4 separate regions of the Mus musculus genome follow, and all the other regions are linked to region 2. A link is a contact called in public Hi-C, HiChIP or PLAC-seq and promoter capture Hi-C data. All regions are on one chromosome and are shown on one strand. The core of a region is the stretch at or near the end of the contact, and the rest is flanking DNA. Distances in the headings are between cores, read along the strand shown.

What was found. Promoter capture Hi-C pulls out the DNA fragments that hold promoters and counts their contacts. A called contact is a pair of places that touch in the nucleus more often than the background predicts. HiChIP or PLAC-seq counts read pairs in DNA pulled down with a chosen protein or histone mark.
Region 1: a Hi-C map of uterus shows a contact between it and region 2, with 2.7 times the contacts expected there. The contact joins the enhancer-like site here to the promoter of Ndufaf2 in region 2. A contact is called at or near these places in 4 of 39 promoter capture datasets (cranial neural crest, hippocampal neurons and liver), 9 of 484 Hi-C or Micro-C datasets (cerebral cortex, cortical neurons, forebrain and 4 more) and 5 of 115 datasets of contacts at active chromatin or transcription factors (astrocytes, embryonic limb bud, embryonic midbrain and 2 more).
Region 3: a contact with region 2 is called in an H3K4me3 HiChIP or PLAC-seq map of forebrain, with 6 times the contacts expected there. The contact joins the enhancer-like site here to the promoter of Ndufaf2 in region 2. A contact is called at or near these places in 6 of 39 promoter capture datasets (the 3T3-L1 cell line, cranial neural crest, maxillary cranial neural crest and 2 more), 8 of 484 Hi-C or Micro-C datasets (the C2C12 cell line, cardiomyocytes, cerebellar granule neurons and 4 more), 10 of 115 datasets of contacts at active chromatin or transcription factors (astrocytes, embryonic basal ganglia, embryonic forebrain and 7 more) and 2 of 9 other capture datasets (adipose tissue and embryonic stem cells).
Region 4: a contact with region 2 is called in a promoter capture Hi-C map of 3T3-L1-derived adipocytes, with 5 times the contacts expected there. The contact joins the enhancer-like site here to the promoter of Ndufaf2 in region 2. A contact is called at or near these places in 8 of 39 promoter capture datasets (the 3T3-L1 cell line, 3T3-L1-derived adipocytes, cranial neural crest and 4 more), 8 of 115 datasets of contacts at active chromatin or transcription factors (astrocytes, bone marrow-derived macrophages, craniofacial prominence and 4 more) and 1 of 9 other capture datasets (adipose tissue).

Annotation. Positions count from the first base shown.
Region 1 is chr13:107,237,368-107,240,482 of GRCm38.p6, reverse strand. No RefSeq gene overlaps it. Among named protein-coding and RNA genes, the nearest start is that of Gm31715, 28 kb to the right of the region's middle. Within about 2 kb of position 1,557, at least 11 of the 459 cell types and tissues checked have an H3K27ac peak or open chromatin away from gene starts, as enhancers often do. A contact at or near this core is called in uterus, where this site is marked.
Region 2 is chr13:108,157,135-108,160,175 of GRCm38.p6, reverse strand. It overlaps Ndufaf2 (NADH:ubiquinone oxidoreductase complex assembly factor 2), which reads left to right and starts at 1,551. Exons shown (of 4, transcript NM_001127346.1): 1 at 1,551-1,733. The coding sequence starts at 1,607. It overlaps Ercc8 (excision repaiross-complementing rodent repair deficiency, complementation group 8), which reads right to left and starts at 1,438. Exons shown (of 12, transcript NM_028042.4): 1 at 1,306-1,438. The coding sequence starts at 1,382.
Region 3 is chr13:107,167,059-107,170,193 of GRCm38.p6, reverse strand. No RefSeq gene overlaps it. Among named protein-coding and RNA genes, the nearest start is that of Gm31715, 42 kb to the left of the region's middle. Within about 2 kb of position 1,368, at least 135 of the 459 cell types and tissues checked have an H3K27ac peak or open chromatin away from gene starts, as enhancers often do. A contact at or near this core is called in astrocytes, cerebellum, cerebral cortex and 7 more, where this site is marked.
Region 4 is chr13:107,370,777-107,373,799 of GRCm38.p6, reverse strand. No RefSeq gene overlaps it. Among named protein-coding and RNA genes, the nearest start is that of AI197445, 98 kb to the left of the region's middle. Within about 2 kb of position 1,724, at least 6 of the 459 cell types and tissues checked have an H3K27ac peak or open chromatin away from gene starts, as enhancers often do. A contact at or near this core is called in 3T3-L1-derived adipocytes, where this site is marked.

The DNA of each region.
Region 1 (3,115 bases), core at 308-2,807, 920 kb after region 2:
ATTTTCTAAAAGACAATTCAGAAAGGCAATGGGTGCAAGGTGAGGAGTGTCACATTCTACCCTTTGATTTTGTAATCATCTGAGCAAAGGTGAGAACCCATCCAAATTCATCCCTGGGCTAGGGTCTACTGAAGCAAAGGATACTCCTCCTATACAGAAGAATGTGGCCAGAGAGACCAGCTAGCGTCCTTAGTAAAGTCTAGAGAAAGGACATTATTAGATGTCTTAGTAACTTCCCTATTGTTATGGAGACACCATGAGCAAGGCAACTTATAGAAGAAAGAGTTTATTGGAGCTTAGAGTTTTAGAGGGTTGAAATATCCATGACCATCATGGTGAGGAATATGACATTAAGCCAGCAAGCATGGCACTGGAGCAGTGGCTAAGCTTTCACACCTTGTTCCACAAGCATTAGACAGAGAGACACAAGGAGTAGCCCAGGGTTTTGAAACTCAAATCCTGTTTCTGTTGACAGATCTCCTTCAACAAGATTACACCTCCTGATCCTTCCCGAACAGTTCCACCAAAGGGAGATCAAATATTCAAATATATGAGGCTATTGGGGCAGTCTCATTCAAAGCACCAGAACAGAGAAACTCTGCCCAAGCTTTTAGCAACTCAGAGCCACTGCAACTTACTTTAATCTGGTGTCTTCCAAGGGAGCAGATGATAGAGTGACTATAGACTACTTATTCAGAGGTATTACCAGCATAGGCCACCTCTTTAGTCGCTTCAGGCTAGGCTGGGAAGCTCTCAATATGACTACCTATCTGAATCTTCATGCTGTGATTAATTCTCCTGCCTGTGGGCTCCTAAGGCATGTTATGTATCCTTGTATAGCAGCCTCTATCAATGCTTGCTTGGCCACGCCTTATTTACCCATCTTGAGCTCTACATGATTACTCATGAATCCTGGGCTAAGCATCCTGTGCACACTACAAAGTCAGCTCATAATGCCGAATGTGGCTCTCTGGCGAAACAGCACGCTGGGTGTCCTCAGTACCTGAGGCAGGAGTTAATTATTGTCAAAAGAGCAAGGAAATCCAAGAAGCAAAGGGTTTGGAGCAGGAACCAGGTCTCTAAGAACTGAGAATAGAAGGGTGATGAAACAGAATGATGGTCCCAGAGAGTGGTGGAAAGGCTGGGCTTACAGAGGACCTAGTGACAGCAATGACAATGACTTCCCTTCTGCTTCCACTTCTTCCTCTCTTTCCTCCCCTCTCCCCTAGATTCCTCTCTTCCTGTAGTAGCGAGCATAAGAGAGAGAGCACTAGGCAAAAACTTTCAGAGGCTTCCCTCTAGTGGCTATGAAAGCAGTTCAGAAAAGACCAGTCCTCTTTGGAATCACTCAAAAGAAACGACAAAACACAGACAATGATGTGGTCAGGGTTGTGCTTCGCAATAGTACTTCAAGTTATGAAATGCTAGATAATTAAAGTGTTATCGATAAGGAAATGACTATAAATCAAGATAGCAAAAGGCACTACAGAGGCCAGATGGCCAAGTGAGGCGCATCCACTGGAGACGGCATGCCTGATCCAAGCTCTGCTATAACTTAGATGACGCAAATAACAAGGAAACATGGATACAGGAGTTTGAGAAGTGCCAGGGGTGCCTCTCGGGACTTCTTTACTCCTGCATCAGAAGGGTTCTGGCATAAGAAAATACACGAGCTTTCTCAAGAATGGTATGTGGCCATCTACTTGTCCAGAAGTAGCCAGAGTTCAGGGAACATCTGAAAGATCTCCACTTTATACTCAGATATTTACATAATTTACAGGACATTTTCCAGAGGGCTGTGTCTCATAAACCAGAGGACTCCAACGTTGTTTACCTAAGAAATCCTAGACACCAAAGTACACTCTGCTAAAAGCATTCCACGGATAAGGACTCTCCTGCTAGCAAAAAAACATTCAGTTCACCAGGAGGCCTGCTATTAGTATCCTTATACGATTAAATCGTTTGTTTACCATCTAGCCAATGTAGGAATGTGCCCTCCCCCAGGAAAGAATGGACCATGAGTGCCTGTTTCCAAAGCACTCTACACAGACTAGATCTGGGCATTTTCTGTTCTTCAGTTAGTTAGCATGAGGCATGGCTTCTCCACCCAGGCTTTCTAGAAGAGCTGCGCAGGGTCTTAAGGCACACAGGCTGAGTAGAGAGCCTAGCTCATCATGAAGAGCAGGGCAGGAGCATCTCCAGGACAGTGTCGTCTTATCGATCCACATGTACCATGCCTTGACGTTTGCTGCCCTACGCTTCCACATCCTAAACCATAACCAAATTCCTTGCCTCAGGCCATGCTCAGCTGTTAGGGAAACCATATCTAAAACCACAGCTAATGTATATAAAGTGTCAGCACGCAGCATCCTCTCTGAACAGACTGTATAATATAAACTAACCAGAGGAAGCTCCTGGCCTCAATCCCCAGCACAACAAAAGCAAAGGTAAATAAAAACGAACATTCTTTCAAAAATGCATGAGGTAGTCTCCTTCCCCACTCCAAACAGGGGCATGATTCTTCCTCTGGATGGTGACATTTAAATGAAGTTTGCTATCATATTTGTTTTTGTTTTTGTCACCGCTGTTCTCAGTGCCACTCTTGACATACTCCTCTCTATAAGTAAGATGTAAGATAGCAAACCATCATAGTCATTCAATAGTAAAACTGCATCTTAGGATGGATCATTATATCGCTATAAGTCACATACCCACCGCATAAGTGAGTCTGGGTATCTAGGCTGACGTACAAGTTATAACATCAAACAGACTTGTATTAGAATCCTCTGGTGGTTTGAATATGTTTGCCCAAGTGTATGGCTTTCATGGAGTAGGTATGACCTTGGTGGAGAAAATGTATCACTTTGGGGAGTGGGCTTTGAGGCCCTCCCTCCTCCTAGCTACTTGGGAGTTAGTCTTCTCCTGGCTGCCTTCTGACCAAGATGTAGAACTCAGCTCCCCCAGTGCCATGCCTGTCTGGATGCTGCCATGCTTCCTGCCATGATGATAATGGACTGACCCTCAGAACCTGTAAGCCAGCCTTTACAGTCCTTTATAAGAGTAGGGCTTGGTCATGGTGTCTCTTTACAGCAATGGAAACCCAAACAAATCCTTA
Region 2 (3,041 bases), core at 302-2,801:
GGCTGATGACACCTAGTGGATAAAAGTTTGAATTGCACAATTTAAAGATTCTCTTAGATGTCTAAGACTGTAGAAATACAAACTATTATCAATGCCACAGTTAAAATGAAGTGAAGCGGAGGAGGGTTAGCGGTACCAAAGCGCAGCAAAGCTTTAGGGCGCAAGTGTTAAACTTCTTGATACGGTGATGGTCTTAAAAACATGTCAGCACTCAGCATGTTTTACGCAACCATGAAAATTTCATTTTTCTTTCTGTAGGGGTGCGGTGGAGTGGCATATGTCATTATGCAGCTCAGTTTGACCTGGAACTTGCTTCGGTAGCCCAGGCTGGGCCAGAAATCTTCCTCCATCTGCTTCTAGGAACCTGGGGTCACAGGCTTGTGTCACCAATGTTCAGCGTGTTCAATATCCAGTTTATGTGAATTACAGCTCCAGGTTGTAAACATCCTTTAAAAGATGTTGCCTGAGAGCGCCAAATGTAATGTTTACTATGCTTTTGTCACTAGCAGATGACAGGGAAGGACATCTTCTCTGAATAAATTAGGACTTTCCAGTTCAGTTACAAAAATAAATGAGAATTAAAGAATAACCTCATTACTTTAACAAAACAATAATCTTCACTGAAGCGTGAATATATATATATAATTTCAGTGTAATTTAACTAAATACTAGACCCCGTCAACATTGTTCAAATTTCAGTTACTAAGAAACACCATAAAGCTCAAAGCTCCAAAGCTATTTCATCTACAAGCCACTATATAAATAGCACGTGGTTGGGGACTTATTTACATGCCTTCTTTTCGAAATCCGTACGATTGATTTCTGTACACCTGTTACTCGGTTTACAAACACAGTCAAAGCATGCAGGTTCGTCTGTGCCTCAGAGATAAACCCACATGAAATTCTACAAAAATAAAGGCATTGGTCAACAGAACCAAAGCGCACCAAAGAAATAAGAAGCAGTCATGTTGGCAGTGAGGGTCCAGTGGAAGGCCGTGGGGTGAGCTGGCCGTGAGGATGTTCACAGTCCTGCCATTGGAGAGCCTGCCATCAGGTCTCTCCTGGAGTGACAGTTATCTAACTCGGCTCCCTGGTTACTTCCAACTACATCCTTCATGTACACAGCAAGCTACAATTACTGTGACCTGGGTTTTTCCTTCACACTCTCCCCTACACGCACACGTGGGTCTTCCTCCTCCGGCTCCTGCCGACTTCATCTTCAGCCCAGTCGGTCCTGCGACCCGATCTCCCTGCTCCAGACTCTCCCTTGGCACCGGAAGAGGAAAAGACACGCGCGTGACTCACCTCCGTGTGGACTGCGCTCTACGCAAGCGAAGAGGGTCCTCCAAACCCGACTGTCGAGCGGACAAAAAGCTCAACATCTCGGGTCCACACACCGGCTGGAGGCCTGGGCGCTGCCATGACAGACCGGGGAACTGGGGGATGCAACAACACGGGCTCTCATTGGCCAATCAGCGATGTGGCCTGACCAACGGAGAGCGGCGTTACTGGGGGGCTCGGAAAACGCCGGGCAGTGGGCGGAGCTTAGCGTGGGCGTGTCCTCCGGTGGCGGGTTGAAGCCTCAGACCTTGAGTTCGGCGCAGGCATGAGCTGGTGGTCCGGTGTGTGGCGCTCTGTTTGGAGCGCCTTGTCCAGGGAGGTGAGGGAGCACGTGGGCACGGACCATCTGGGGAACAAATACTACTACGTCGCCGAGTACAAGAACTGGAGAGGTGAGAGCGAGGAGAGGATACCGGTCGATGGATGCGCGTCCCGGGCGGGTGGCGGCCGCCGTACTTGGGGGCCGGGCCTCGGGTGCCCTGGTCCCTGTCCCGGGTCCCAGGACTTGGCGGTTGCCTTGGGCGACGAAGTTTGGACCCGGTCCTGCCAGAGGTTCTGGGGAGCATCGGGAAAGGCCTTGCGCCAGTGCCTTGCCTTGGTCTTCAGATCCGGGTTGTCCGCAGAGTTTGCGGTTCTTGGTGTCGCAGTGTCTGGCGCGCTCTCCCTGTCTGTCGCCGTCCTTGTCAACCCAGAACTTTCCGAATACACTGATCCGTTCTAATGTCCAGGTCGATTTCAGAAATGTGTGTCTAACTAAAACTGTTTTCAAGAACTGGAACGGTTTAGTTAAGAGGTGTTCTTTTATAGCCAGGCTTTAATCCCAGCACTCCGAAGGCAGAGGCGGATAGATCTCTGAGTTCGAGGTCGGCCTGGTCTATAGAGTGAGTTCAAGGACAGCCAGGGCTACACCTAGACCCGTCCCCCCGGGGGGGGGGGGGGGCGTTCCTTGTATGTGTGTGTGTTTGTGACTGTGTGTCTCTGACTCTCTCTGTCCCCACCTCCCCGCCCCCCTCCTCCCCCGTCCCCCTTGCAGCAGGCCACACAATGTCTTTTACTTTTCTCTATTGCTCCAGTATAGAAAGTCGCAGAGAAAGAAGTTGGGTCAGAGTTTAAGCGCTGACTGAGGCAGCTTAGGCACAAGTCCATTTTTCTCACTTAGGTGGTCTTACATGAAAGAGATAATAGTAGTGTCTGTCGCTACTGGGACGGTTGAAGACTGGTCCAACAACTGTGTTTCATTAATTTCTCACAATATTAACTATGTTAAACATTTATAAAAATGTTTTTCTTATCTTTAAAAAAGATTTATTAATTGTGTGTGTATTGCCTGCAGGTGTGTAGTTGTGTATCTGGTGTCAAAGCTGTTGGAACTGGAGTTGATGGTTGTTTAGCCACCATGTGAGTGCTGGGATTTGAACCTGGGTCTTCTATAAGAGCAGCAAGTGCTCTTAACCTCTGAGCCATCTCTCTAGTACCCACTTAACCCTTTTCTAAAACTTACTACCTTGAACTTTTTTGCCCACTGAGCATTTAAATATGCTGCCTCTGCTGCCTGTACCCAGATATCCACTGATCTGGGTTTCTGATGCTACAAATTGGTCTTCGTTTCCTACAGGTTTTAAACGTGAATATTTGTATATATGTCTTTATAGATTTCTTTCTGGGTCCTGTATTTAGGATCATTATTTTGAAGTTCATCT
Region 3 (3,135 bases), core at 119-2,618, 990 kb after region 2:
TTTCCCCCTTCTACATTATCAAATGCTATAGTACTTTAAACTTCTCCCATCATTAAGCCCTCTGAGTGAAATATTGGACTGATTAATGTGGCATTTTCCACTAAACTGTTTCAGGAAATGTTGCACCTTACCAGTGGGATGCTTTTGAATAATGTAATCTCCTTAGTATAATTAAAACTAAGTTCTGAAGTTAGTACCTTTTATCCCTTGAGGCACTCATCAAAATGTCAAGTGTTCCTTCTAGTAAAACTGCAATCCCATAATACAAACAAATATATTACCCACTGCTCCTCGTGAGCAAGAGGCCCTTGTTGCTTTTTTTTTTTTCTTGTCACTTCATCCTGGGGCGAGAAGCCTAAAAAATATAGTCACCGAAAGCCATTTAGACTCTCACCACTGACCCATGTTCTGTGACAGTACCTGGCTTGCATTTACCAATATGTCTTTTGACTGTCTTCAACAGGTGAACTCCTTGTTGTTGTGTTGCTATGGATGCATAGAAAACAGTGTGGATATTTAAAGTCATTTGCTTTCTTAGGGCTTTTGTGTGGTTTAAAGGGGGAACGAGGAGTCAGGGGGGCAGCCCCCTACTCTGACAGAGAAGCACTTAGAGAGCCTCACAATTCCAAAGGCCTGACTTTTTTTTTTTAAGCAGATTTTTAAAAACTGGCTTGGTAGAGTGTGATTAAAAATGGGAAAATGAATGATTAACATTATTGACAACATTTTCGTCATTACCTCCTGCAAGGTGTCAGGGACAGCCTGACCTCCGTCAGGGCTGCTTCTAGAAGGCCTGCTCTTATGACTTATGCCCTCCAGAGGAACAAGATAGAGTGTAGGAAGATACAGAGAAATGGTGTCAGAGTCTGCCCTCCTCTGGAACAAATAGCAAGTCTGTGAGGCAAGCTCATCGTGCAGGCTTAGGACACTTACTTCTGGCTACCGGAGAACCTTGTATCTTCTCACAAATTATTGGCTTCTTCTAGAAAAACCCAAGACGTGTCAAAGGTTGGCAAGGAGAGCCCATTATTTTGGTCTTCATTTCACTTCCTAGAGAGCCTATTAGCTTCTCCCCTAGAGCCTACACCTGTCATGCAGGAGCCCCGGCTCCAGATATGATGGCCCTGCCAGTCTCCATCTGGGAAGGAGGTGGGAGGAAGTGACAAGGGACAGTGCAGACACTTGGAGACAGAAGGAGCCCAGCAGGACTTTGAAAGTGAAAGAGTCAGTGCTGGAACGTGCTTCTTAGCAAATAATGTTTTCATTCTCAGAAAAACACGCTCCTTTCCAGTCTGCGAGCCAGGCCGACTGCCACTTCCCTTTGCCTGCCAACTAGTCATTAGCAAACAATGAGCAACAGCATGAGTGCGGAAGAGAAAGGGGCGGGCATGCGCAGCACAAAGCAGCGGAGCCGTGGGGGTCAGTGAGGACAGAGCACCCAAGGGCCAGGCTGGATGTGGCTCTCAGCGAGCTGCGGACTGAAAAGAAAGGTGAAGCTAGGCACCGCTGAGAAGTGCTGCCTTGACAGTACAACTGAGCCGAGATACACCCAGGGAATTGGATACCTGAAGATGTATTCAGCCAAGCGTTTGTGCGGCTGAGCCACCGGCTGGAATAGAATGTTTCCTATGCCCAGCCAAAGACAGAAATGCTTAGAGCAAATAATTCAAGAAAGTGGTCCCCTGAACATCCAAGCCCAAGCTGTTTGAATGAGAGACTCTTCAACATAATTTACATGAAACCAGCAATGTATTGGGGAGAGCCTTAGACTGTCTCATTATGATCCACAGGCAAGAATACATCCAGAATGTGTCTGCTCTTGAGACAGCACTAAACCACAGATATCGGCCTAGGCAGCCGCTCTTGCTGGCTGCTGAGTTCAGGTCCTCTTTCTCTGCATGGTCTCTCCCGCTTCTTGCTTGTTCATGCTTTTCTGCTTCTTTCTCCAGATCATGTCTAATGTTCAAATAGCCAAACATGGTGGCTATATCCCCAGAGCTTAATTGTCCTCCATTCAAATGAACCATAAAATTGAACCAACTATTCATTCTCATTCACAATTTCTAGAACAGACCATTTGCTTCACCCGACTTAGGCTCGTCTGTTTTCGAAGCAGGCGCGAGCTGGAGCATGGTGATTAGCAGTCACTCCTGTTCATGGGGGCACAGTCCTGAGGGCTGGGGCTAGGAAGCAGGGCTGAGAATAAACACGCTTTACTACTGACTCTGAATGACTTCAACATGTAGCAGAAATTGTTTTATTAAATGGAGAAATAATAGGCCTTTGTCTTTTTTTTTTTTTAAATAAAAAGGGTTGCAGGATTTTTTTCCCATTTCTGAAAGCTTTTAAAAGGAGTGTGGAGTCAAAAAAAAGACACTAATTTGTCACCTATCATATAGAACAGAGGCTCTCAACCTGTGGGTCATGAGCCCTTTGGGAGCCAAAGGTCTGTTTCACAGGGGTTGCATAAGACCATCTGCATATCAGATATTTACATTATGATTCAAAACAGTAGCAAAATTATAGCTATGAAGTAGCAAGGAAAATAATTTTATAATTGGGGGTCACCACAACTGTATTTAGGGGGTCACAGCATTAGGAAGGTTGAGAACCACGAAATAGAGGAGCAATACCTGGTTTAGGAGCTGGAGGATGTGAGGGCTTCTCACTGTTCCCCTCAACTGGCTGTTCGAGCAAGCTATACAGCCTCCCGGCTGTTTTCTCATCTATAGATGCGGGATTATAGAAGCCACCTGACCATGTCTAAGTGCTAGAGAGTGAAAACTGCTGAACATCTGGGCTAAGTGGGAAGTGAGCAGTCTGGGCTTCCCACAGCTAGAAATTCTAGGTCTTATGGCCCACGAGGCTATGCTAACTCTGGATACAAGTAAGACAAATAGCACAGTTGCTCCAGTCACCCCCAGCCTTCCTTGTAGGTCTTGGAGAGGGCCAAGCTGCACATTCTTAGAGTGAAATCTAACAGAGCTACAATTGTACTTTCAGTGAATAATAAAAAACAGTGCTGAGAATAATATGAAGAGATAAGATAGGGATTCTCTGCCGGGACGGGTGGGGTGACCAGGTCAGAGGGGTGGCAGATCTGGGACTGATCCCGTTGTTCGGCAAAGTGATTTA
Region 4 (3,023 bases), core at 475-2,974, 790 kb after region 2:
GCGAGTGGGATGTAAAGTGAATAAGGAAAAATAAAATAATAATAATAATAAATAATAAAAATTTTAAAAAGGTATGCTTTGGTTTGGCTCATAGGCTATTTTAACAAACCAAAGTTATGAGTCTATTGGAACTGTAATTTGACTGATCAAAGTTCACTTTGTTTAGGGGTTAGAGTATTATACAAAGTACCCACCCATCCCCCTTTCAGCCCAATTGGCTTTCTTTCCTTTCCTTCTGGATCAGCCCCCAACATTCTTGCCTTTGTGGAACAAGAGAGTATTTCTCCATTTAGGGTTGAAAGACTTCAACGTGAATAAGAGAAAATAAATATTCAGCATCTAATCAACTCCAACCACTGTACCTCCCAGACTCTTCCATCCCTTTTCATGTGGTAGCTGAATATCCACTGAATCTCTAGGTCTCTACTTATTGGTACATGAGATATTAGCCTTGTTGTCTATTTGCCTTATTCCTAAACATCTACCTGAAGCTGAGTCCTTAAGACACAGTTTACATGTTTGCCAAGAAACATGACCTCTGATGGGCAGCATGGGGCCCTGCCCATACATCTACCACCTGTGGGTATTATGTGCTCTGCAAATTCATCTATCCATACACCTTGCCATAGAAATGGCTCCCTAAGACTGAGCCAAGATGACCTTTTCTAACCCCTCAGTACTTTGTGTTCCGTTATATAAATGAGTAGTTTCTTTGTGTTAAAAGTTAAACCCATTTTTCCTAACCTAGAAGGAATTCATTTAGAAATGCTCTATTTCAAGATAAAGAATAAATATGGTGCACATTGAGGTCCTGCAGCCTGCTCATGGGGCTCCGTTCCACCCATGCTTGGTTAGCTTCTACTTCTCACATGGGAGCCCTGACCCGGCTTCTTGAGGCTGAAGAGTTTGATGGGAACATGGTCATTCTGCCCCAACACCCACTTCAGTAAAATCATTGTGACTCAGTCACTTCAGTTAAAAAGAGGGAAGGAGAGAAGTCAAACTCGTTCTTAGTACTTGACAAAAATCAAACAACTAACTTACTGATGAAGGATGTCTATTTTCAACCCTTTCAATAGCTTCAGGGAGATACAGAAGAAGTTGGTATGGCCATTGTTTAGTCACAAATGCCAATTAATTTTTACCTCTGTTAAGTTGACTCGAAGAGGCACTAGAGAGGGAAGAGCATTCTCAACAGCCTCACAATGAGAAGGACAGGTCTTCACACTGTGTGGGTTTTCTTTTTCTTTTTCTTTTTTTCTTCAGGACATAGAGGAAAAGAATGAGAGCTACTAAGTGCCCACTAAAGAGAAACACCTTAATTAACTGACCAGAGTTAGCAGACTGTGCCCTGCCATCTACTCTTGAGGAGTTTCTAGATTACACAAGTATTCAGCTCTTCATTTGCTCTCTCTGGCATAAATCCCACGGATATGACAGAGTTGAGCTTGTGCGGATGCCAAATCTACACTTGTGACTCTTTTGTAATCTTCTCAGGCCAAATCTTAAAGCAAGAGATGCATAGCGTTGAGTTTGAAACCGTATATGTCCTTGATAAGCTTGAAAGAAAGGTCTGAAAAAAACCCGTGCCTCCTCTCATCTCCCACCTCGCCAGTTTTCCACGCCCACCAGCCTCCACGTAAGCACTAGGTGCGGGTTAGTTAGAAATCGGCTTTGCTCCCTCTTGACCATTCACTATAGTTCCTTAGGAAACTGAGGCCACGCCCCTCGCAGGATTGCTGTAGCCTCCAGGGAGCTCACTCTTTAAAACTCCTCTGACCTGGGCTGACCCAGGGTTGGCTGCTCAGTAAACCTCAGGTAGCCCATCCGTCAAGTTGCCCATGTTAACACACACTACCCCTCTGGAATTCTGTAGACACTCCTCCTGCCTTCGTCACTGTCCTGACTGCCCCTCAAGTCCTGAGCCTTGTCTCTGTCTCACCGCACCTTCTCTCATTAGACAGTCAATCAATGTTGACCGACTGGCTGGCTGCCCAACAGGCTGAGCTGGCATCTTTGCAACAAGGGCAAGTGTCCTCTGGTGCCTTTATTTATTGCTTAATGTCAAATGGTGCCACCAGCATGATAGCATTTTCCTGAAATGCATACCAGGATTAATGAGAGTTAAAGAAGTCAAAATTATTGGAGAGTATTAACAGTTGTTACTATTTTTTCACCAGCGCCAGGGTGTGAGTAATGCCTCACAGGTGCAGAAACCTTTGAGTTTAATCATGCAAATCTAACCCTGGTTACATCTAACTGTCCTCGGTCGGTCGTTATAATGACATTTACACGCATATGGAGGAATTTGCAAGACTGTGGTGTAGCATCTGTTAATCTAATGCAAAAAGTCAAAAGGTAGATTTATGAGCCAATTTTATGGTTTTAAATAAACGATTAGAATAAACTGACCAACGCATATCCCGCCCCATATGAATATCTGCTTTCTTTAATAAGCCTTGGAATCAAAATGAAGGCTTCTCTATCCCAAGCTACATACACCACTATTCTTTTTTTTTTTTTTAATACAGTCCAGTCATTTTCCTCCACTCCGTCCACCCTCCAACAGTTCCTCATTCCTCCCCAGTCTCCAAGAGAATGTCCCCACCTCCCACCTCACCCCACCCCACCAGGCTTCCCCCATTCCTTGGGCTTCAAGTCACTCCATGGTTAGGCACATCTTCTCTCACTGGGCCAGACCAGGCAATTTTCTGATGTATATGTGCCAGGGGCCTCATATCAGCTGGAGTATGCTGCCTGGTTGGTGGCTCAATGTCTGAGATTTCCCAGGGGTCCAGGTTAGTTGACTGCTGGTCTTCCTATAGGGTCACCCTCCTCCTCAACTTCTTTCAGTCTTTCCCTAATTCAACCACAGGGGTCCCTAACTTCAGACCATTGGTTGGGTTAAGTATCTGCATCTGTCTCGGTCAGTTGCTTGTTGGGCCTCTTTGAGGGCAGCCATACTAGACTCCTGTCTGTAAGCACACCATTGTATCAGTAATATTGTCAGCCTTGGAGCCTCT